Linked DNA regions of Oryctolagus cuniculus: region 2 is linked to region 1. A link is a contact called in public Micro-C data. All regions are on one chromosome and are shown on one strand. The core of a region is the stretch at or near the end of the contact, and the rest is flanking DNA. Distances in the headings are between cores, read along the strand shown.

The links. Hi-C and Micro-C count contacts between places; a contact is called where the count stands out from the background.
Region 2: a contact with region 1 is called in a Micro-C map of ear pinna, with 2.2 times the contacts expected there. The contact joins the promoter of FAM171A2 here to the enhancer-like site in region 1. A contact is called at or near these places in 2 of 6 Hi-C or Micro-C datasets (ear pinna and skin fibroblasts).

What each region holds. Positions count from the first base shown.
Region 1 is chr17:18,734,583-18,738,789 of mOryCun1.1, forward strand. No RefSeq gene overlaps it. Among named protein-coding and RNA genes, the nearest start is that of LRRC37A, 24 kb to the left of the region's middle. Within about 2 kb of position 2,224, at least 1 of the 8 cell types and tissues checked has an H3K27ac peak or open chromatin away from gene starts, as enhancers often do. A contact at or near this core is called in ear pinna, where this site is marked.
Region 2 is chr17:18,928,349-18,932,555 of mOryCun1.1, forward strand. It overlaps FAM171A2 (family with sequence similarity 171 member A2), which reads left to right and starts at 1,840. Exons shown (of 8, transcript XM_008271581.3): 1 at 1,840-2,098. The coding sequence starts at 1,981.

The DNA.
Region 1 (4,207 bases), core at 974-3,473:
CTTTGGACGTATTGATTCACTTATTCCTCACAAGGACCCTATGAGGATGCTGTTGCTAACCCTGCTTCCCAGATGAAGAACAAAGGTCTCCACATGGAGTAATTTCTCCCAGGTCCCCTAGATGGCGGGAGGAGGAGTTGGGCTTCAGCCGGGCACAGCTGCGGAGTTCCTGTCCTAACCGCTGCCCCACGCTGCCTCTCACTACCTCATAAAATGAGAGATCTAGTGAAAAATAACCCCTTAGTATTTTACTAGTGCTTTGCAATTCTAAAACACTGTACCCTATTTGATCTTTGCAACAACCCTAGGGGTAAGCATTATTAGCCCAATTTATGGGGCAAGAACAGAGACTCACAGGGAGGGTCTTATGTCCAGGGGCGTGCAGCAGGCTAGGGCAGTCAGTACGCAAACCCAGGGCTGCCCATTCCCAGTGCCCCTTCCATGACACCTCGGACGCCACACAGCAGCCCTGACCCAAGCCTCCGTCCCCCTGCATCCACTGCGCAGTCCCTGCTCGTGGCAGCAGGGGGTGCTGTAGCCCATCGCACCGGGAGGGCACCGCTGCCACCCCCCAGCCCCTCTGGGAGGAAACACACAGGTTCAGACTTCTCTTCTTTTTCATTTGTGGTTTTGTTTGTTTGTTTGTTTGTTAGCAAGTACTATTTGTACCCAGCATACAATGGAAAATGTGGGAATGAGCGTACAATGTACCTGCTCCCCAGCTCCCAGCGCCCCTTCCCCGGGGGACTCGTCTGGTTTTCCTTCTGGAGGTAATGACACATATATAAGCGCACATGCAGCTTCCCCACAGGTGCTAGTATACAGAGCTGTTCCTCACACACTGGTAACATAGCATACACACCTTGTACCCTAACTTTCAAGGTAATGCATCCTGCAGGTGAGCCATGATTTTCCACTCAATGGATAGACCAGAAGCTATTTTCCCAGCCCCCACTGCTTTCTGTCTTGTGCAGTTATACGGAAAGTTGTAATACATACAGTCCACTTGGGTCATTTGTTTTTCATTTGACAGAGTTAGTGAGAGAGAGACAGAGAAAAAGGACTTCCCTCCGCCGGTTCACCTCCCAAATGGCCACCACGGCCAGAACTATGCATCTGAAGCCAGGAGCCAGGTGCTTCCTCCTGGTCTCCCACACGGGAGGCCCGAGCACTTGAGCCATCCTCCACTGCCCTCCCGGGCCACAGCAGAGAGCTGGACTGGAAGAGGAACAGCCAGGACTAGAACCGGCGCCCATATAGGATGCCGGCGCCGCAGGCGGAGGATTAGCCAAGTGAGCCACGGCACCGGCCCCTGCTTGGGTCACTTTTGTGCACGTGCATTTCTGCTCCACTGCAAACATTTATTAGCGTTGACCGATATTGTAAATCACCTCGCACAGAAACCGCCCACAGGCCTGCGAGGGTCTGTTTCCCACGCTCTCACCCACACACGCTCTTATCAAGCTTCCTGATCGTTACCTCTGACACCAGCAAAAGATGGCTTCTCACTGCGTCTCTCGGACTCTGAGCGCTCCCTGACCTCTGAAATCCATTCACGCGCCGGCCTTGGTCCCGCTTGCACTGTCACTTCCTGTCCGCCCTCAACCTTGCAGCCTCATTGCAATCCCCAAGAAGCCATTTTCATTGCTTGGCCATCCTCGCGGGGTCAAGCAGGGATGACCTCACTTGACCTCTTCTTTAGAGGGGCGGCAGTGAGGAGAATGTGGTCTCTTGCCTTTTCTGTCTCTAAAGGCTAATTCCTGTAACCCAATTAAGCAAAGCTAAGAGGTAGGGGTTGGGAGTCTGGACATCAGAATTAGCCCGGGATCCCAGGGCTTCCCGGACCCTCCGTCCAAGGGGTCAACCCGTGCTTCCGGCCTCTCACGCTACCCCTCTGGGTTAGAAGGTGGACAAGGGGCAGGGACCCAGATGCTTTGTGTTCAGCAGGTGTCGCTTGCCTCTTGGTTGGCCACTGGCAAGTCCTCAGATCAGGTGCCAGCTACGCATCCCAGGTGCTCCTTGCTAGCAGTGCAGTCTGAAGGTGGGGCAGAGGAGAGCCGGGAGCGACACTCTCCTCCCTGTGGGAAAGTGCTGGGCCGCTTCTCAAAGCCGCCTTCTGTGGATCCCCGAGTGCTCTACCTGGACGAGAGTGGGTGCAGGTCCCTGCCTAGGGGAACTTCTCCAGGAGGCTGCGGGCACCAGAGGTTCCCCTCTGCCTCCTCTGTCCTGGAATGAAGGCAGAATGCCTCTCTCTGGGCCTTCCACTTGCCAGGAGTGCCATCCCGGGGAGGCCAGCTTCGTTCCCCAGCAGTCGAACTACTGGGACCTCAGGGCGTCCGGCCTGCACACACAGCGGCTGGAGGCCTGCACACACAGCGGCTGGAGTCTCCCTCCGAAAGCAGACTTCTAATGTGGAGGTTCCCTGTGGCCTCCTAAATGAAGTGCAAATTCCTTAGCTTGGAATGTAAGGGCCTCCGTGATAGGGCTCCAGTCTACCTTCCCAGTCCTTTTTTCCACTACCTCATGCTCCAGTCCAGCTGAATTACTCAGTGTTTCTCAAGTGTGCCCGCGTTCCCGCCCGCGTGCCCCTGCCCGAGCCCTGCCTCCTCCAGCTGGAACACCTCCTTCCCCACCCCTTCCACCGCCGCTGCCGTCCTCCATCGCCCTCTGCCCACAAGGAGGGGGTGAACGCTTGGCGCAGCAGTTAGGACGCTGCTTGGGATGCCCTCGTCCGACGCCACAGGGGCCCTGGGTTCAAGTCCTGGCTCTGTTCCCAATGCAGCTTCCTGTCAGCAGGCACCCTGGCTCAAGTACTCGGGTCCCTGCCACCACATGGGAGATCCGGATGGGGTTCCTGGCTGCTGGCTTCACCCTCGGCCACCCTGACTGGTGTGGGCATTCGCTGGGGTGACCCACCTGATCACCTGATGAACTGCCTCTCTCTCTCTCTCTCCCCCGCCCCGTGTGTGTGTGTGTGTGTGTCTGTCTGTCTGTCTGTCTGTATATATGTCTATCCGTCTCTGCCTTTCGAATAAATAAAAAGAAAGTAGGGATGATGTGTTGCTTTTTAAAAAACAGCATATATTGTGCATACACTTTGGGTCCTTCTCAAATGTAAGGGACCTCTCCCCAGCCACACCTGTTCAGGTCCCGAAGCAAGACAGAACGTTTCTGAGTCCTACTCCCGAGCCGGCTGTGTGTGCCTTTGTCTTGCAACCTCAGTCCCGCCCCAGCTCAGACTGAGTGCCGAGAGCGGAGGCGAGCGGCTGGCCTCCGTGTGGCCGACTGTTGGCCAGTGCTGGATAACGAGCGGCTCTGGAGTCGGAGGAGCCTTCCCGAGATGCCGTCTCCCCATTGCGCTTTGAGGATGACAAATGGGAGCCTGTCACCGCCACCACTGCACACAGCCCCTTCAGGTCCTTTGCTAAGATCAGCGCAGAGCCTCACCTGTGAGTGAGAAGACAGTGCCAGCCCGGAGCCCCACCCACTCCCCCTGCAGACAACAGCTGGAACCTGTGCTGGAGGCGTGGGAGGAAACTGCCCCTCAAGGCTCTGGAAGCTGCGGGTCTAACGCACTGGGGGCGGGGGAGCGTGTGTTCACATTGACTTCTTGGAATGGAAGCAGCCACACAGAGAAGTGGGAGCCGGCTCTTCCCTCGTGGCTGTCCTCTTCCCCCGCCAGCAGACGGGCGCGCGCGGGCACTTCTCTGCTAATGGCCTGCCTGAGCCATTGGTGGTGCCGGCAAGGAAGGAGGAGGCCCCCCTGGTGCTTCCCCAGGCCTTTCTTCTGGTGCCTTCTGCAGAGAAAAGAGCGGGACCTTGGAGTTAGATTTCCCGAGTCTTAGCTCTTACTTTTTCCTCCACCCACTCAACAGCCAGATGACCCTGACCAAGAGCCTTAATCTCTCTCAGCCTAAAAATAGAAAGAGAAATAACTGCAACTTCTCTACCTTCCATGGAGGCTTTTCTTTTCCTAAGGAACTCACCATACTTTGTAAGGATTTATTTATTTGAAAAGCAGAGTGAGTGACACAGGGAGAGAGAGAGAGAAAGAGAGAGAGAGAGAGAGAGAGAGAGAGAGAGAGAGAGAGATCTTCCAACCAAATGGCTGCAACAGCTGGAGCTGGGCCAGGCCAAAGCCAGGAGCCAGGAGTTCCATCTGCCCAGGTACTTGGACTGTCTTCCACTCTGGCACTCCAATATGGGA
Region 2 (4,207 bases), core at 590-3,089, 190 kb after region 1:
CTTTTCCTGGTCTCCCATGGGGTGCAGGGCCCAAGCACCTGGGCCATCCTCCACTGCACTCCCTGGCCATAGCAGAGAGCTGGCCTGGAAGAGGGGCAACCGGGACAGAATCCGGCGCCCCGACCGGGACTAGAACCCGGTGTGCCGGCGCCGCAAGGTGGAGGATTAGCCTATTGAGCCACGGCGCCGGCCTAAAATAATCTTTTTTAAAAAAACAAAATGCTAAGTGCTAAGTTGGGGGAAGCCATTGGAGAACAGGAGCTATTAGCGCTTGATGTTAGCTCAAGGGCTCAGTGGTAAATTTTGAAATGGACAATTTGACATCCACGCATGGCAAGCTCCGGAACAGGTTCCTGGTCGGAGCCTAGTTTTAAGAAAAGATTAAACCATGATCCTTGAACATCAGCCAAATCCCCTCCACTCCATCACTGAGCTCGGATGGCCCCAGACAACTTATCTCGACCCAGCAAAGCATTTGGCATTTGTTCTTATAGACAAGAAAGAAATGTGAGCTCGATCCTAGTGACCAGGATTTAGACCTGAGTCCCTCCCACCCCTGGGCTGCCTGGCATCGTCCCAGGTGCCTGGAATGGGCAGGGGAAGCCACTCTTCCCCGCAGGCGGCTGCTGGCTGGCGGAGAGCTCCAGTCCAATGGGTGGCTGGAGCAGACTCCAGGCAGTGGTGACAGATTGTAAAGTTGGGTTGAAACCAACAAGGCGAAATTCACCAGGCATGAGAGCTAAATCCTGTGTTGAGGTTCCAAAAAATTGGTTATGTAAGGGGTAGGGCTGTTAGGGGAAATTTTCTGTTAAAAAGCAAGAAAGAGAAAGGAAAAAGGAATGGAGAAACTAGGGAGGAAGGGAGGGAAGGAGGGAGGGAGGGAGGGAGGGGGGAAGAGTGGAGAGAGGGAAGGAAAGAAAGGAGGTGAGAGAGAATCTTGGTTTTGTCCGCAAGACCATTATGAGGACCCCTTAAGTCAGGAGACCCAACCAGGGCACCCAACCCAGAGGATGCCTGCTGTCCGGGTATGCAGTCCCCTCCTGGGCACCACACGGTGTTACGTCACGGAGAGCCAAGAGAGGGGTACAGCCCCAGATCAGAAGGTCGGAAACTGAGTGATGAGAATCAGAAATACGGAAGGGAAGACAGCTTGCCTGGGGTTAGCGCAGGCCCATAGGGGTCTTCAAGGGTGAGGGTCGATGCTGGAGGAAGAGGGAGATGCTGGAGGAAGAGGGAAAAGACCGCTCGTCTCAGGAAGCCAGAACCAGTGGGACCAGCAGCGATGGCAGTTTCTGGCCCCCTGCACCATGTGAGTTGTGACATCCCATTTAAGCCTGGGGGGGGGGGGCACTGCTACCCCCACCCTAGAGGAAGACTGAGGACGGGAAGGCTAAGTTACTCGCCCCTGGCTGAGGAGAGGCAGAAGCTAGACAAGAACCCAGACCTCGCTGATCCCCAGGGGCCGCCCGCTGCCTCCCTGACCCTGTTCACGCAGACGCTCAGCGGCGGAGCGGGGAGTTCTTGCACTTGCCTGACACCCAGGACTACATCACTTTGGGAATATGTTGTAAGCAATAGCTATTCTCCACCCACCCCCAATGTTTGCACCAAATTTCGGGGGCTCTCGAGCCCCTGGAAGCTCCGTGATAGGACCCTGACACGACTCTTGATCGGTACACCGCCTCGCAGCTCGGAGTGCGGGAGCGGGGGTGGGAGACTGCGGGGTGGGCAGAGGGCGGGCAGCGCGAGCGGCTGCGGGCTGAGCGGGGCCGGGAGGGGGCGGCGCCGGGGGCCCGCGGTGTGGGGCGCCGCCTGCAGGGGGCGCTGGCGGGCGGCTCCGGGCGGAGACAATCGCGCCGAGCGGGCGCCGCAGCCGGAGCGGGAGCCCGAGCCGCGCGGCGCAGAGCCGGGGCTGAGCGGCGCCGGCCGAGCGGGGCCGCGCGGGAGCTATGGACCGCTAGGGCCGGGCTGAGCCCCGCGATGCCGCCGCCGAGTGGCCCCAGCGTCCTCGCGCGGCTGCTGCCGCTGCTGGGGCTGCTGCTCGGCGGCGCCTCCCGGGCTCCCGGCAAGTCACCGCCGGAGCCCCCCAGCCCGCAGGGTGAGTCTCGGCCGGGAGGGGCCGCGATCGCGAGCCTGCGCCCCCCGATCAGGCCCCCCGCCCGCCAGCCCCTCTTCGCGGCGCTCGTGAATCGAGCGGACTCTGTTCCTTGGATTTGGGTGGGGGGAGCCAGGCGCCCTGGGGTCGGTGCTGCTGGTGGGGGACGTGGCGTGGGGAAGAGGGAGACCGTCAGGGGCGAGGGTCTCCGGGAGACACAATGAGGAGGGCGGGGGTCTCCGGGCTTGGCGCCGCCGCCCCCTCCCGACTTGTTTTTCTCCCTCCTGGTCCGCGAGGCGCTGCTGCCTGAGCCATTGTCTACCGAAGACACCCGCCCAGAGGCGGGCTGGGGCGGGCGCCGGCTTCGCAGCGCCCCACGGGGCCCTCGTTCCTGACCCCGGCTGGGTGGTGGCGCAGGCATCGGCTGCCACCCTGGGCCCGGACGGGGGCTGGGCGCCTGGAGCTGGATTCGAAGGGGGGAGGGGAGAAGGGGAGTGGGTGAGGCTGTGGGCGGGACTGACTGCTCTAATGGGGTTCTCCGCCCTGGAGCCCGCCAGCCCCCAGCCCGCCCCCCAGGTTTAGAATTTGGGGTGCACAAAAATAAAGGCCGACCGGCCCGTGACGGAGGAGGGGTTGCAGCTGAGAGAGCTCTGAGAAGAGGGGGTGTCGTGATTCTGGGCTCACGGTGCAGGGCAGGGCTGTGGTGGCAGAGCCATGCTGAGCTGGCTAGCAGGCTGTGGGCAGTGCCAGCTCAGAGGGCAGGTGCCTGGGTCCCTGTCCCCTGCCTGCCCCCAGATCACCCCCTCCTCATCTCAGCTCCCAGCACCTCCCCAGGCCCAGGTGGGTGTGTGCAGTGGGGGTGGGGCCGGCTCCTGCAAGGGAGACGGTGGGAGAATGAGACCATGGCTGCACCCCTGAGCTCTGCACCCACCCCCCAGCCTCCTGCCCACCCCCTCACTACTGCTCTCCCCTCTCCTGCCTGTGGGAACCATGTTCTCCCCCACCCCCTCCCAACCAAGGATCTGGCAGGAAAGGCAGGGGGTGGGGGTCTGGACGACGGAGGTGGGGTCCGGATGAAGGAAGGGGGTGGGATTTCCTCTGGAACGAGGCAGGGCTGGGGCTGACAGGCGGATCCTGCGCAGAATGTGAGGCTGCGAGGGCTGTGAGGCTGGCCCTCTGCCTCAGTCTCCCTCACTCTCTGGAGGCAGAGAGAAGGCTGGAGCAGGTAGAAGCGCCCTCAGGAAGCCCCTCCCACAAGCCCCATACGCCAAGGGTGTGGGTCCGGGGGGAGAGGATCTGCTAGGCACCTGCCCCCAACTTGGCCCCGATGCCTTCAGCAGGCCTTAGCTGCCCCCGCCCCGTTTGCTTCCCCAACCCTCTCTCCTGAGGCTCTTGTACGCCCAAGACGTTCCCTCTGATGACCAGGTATTCAGACCTCTGGGTCCCTTCTTCCCAGCTGCTCCCAGCCCAGAGTTGGCCTGGGGTGTAGCCAGCCCCTTCCAGCTTCTCAGAATTCCTGCTGGCTGGTGGGGGAGGACCCAAACCGGGGGCTGGTCAAGTGTGTGCGCCCAGCTGGCCAACAGCTGGATGGGATGCCAGGGGCAGGCGCGGCACCGGCCCTGGCACTGGAAACCGGAGCTAAGACACCTGTCACTGTGGAGTGTCAGCCTCCGCTCCTGGCGAGGCCGTCCGAAGGTCTCTCCGTCCCGCTGTGCTCAGCTCTGGACTCCTCCTTCTGAACCTGGACTTGGTTGGCCTCCAGCACCCTGCCCACAGAGCCTGGGGCCTCTGTACCTTCCCAAATCGGACACCCATGACCAGCAGCAAAGCAGCAGCCAGGCACGTTCTGCAGGGAGGGGCCCTGCCAAGTGGGCAGGGGAGGCAGGCGCCACAGGACAGAGGCTGCTGGGGAAGTCTGGGACCAACTCAAGGCCTGCCCCTCCCCCATCACCCATTCTAGATCAGGACTCCACAGGCCCAAGCCTGGCTGGACAGTCCTGGGGCCCGTGGCCAGAGGTGGCCCTGGAAATCCACAGACTTAGGCTTCCCTTCCCAGTTTGCCTTGGGCCTGGGTCGCCCACCACCACCACCACCCCCAGATCGCCTTCCCCT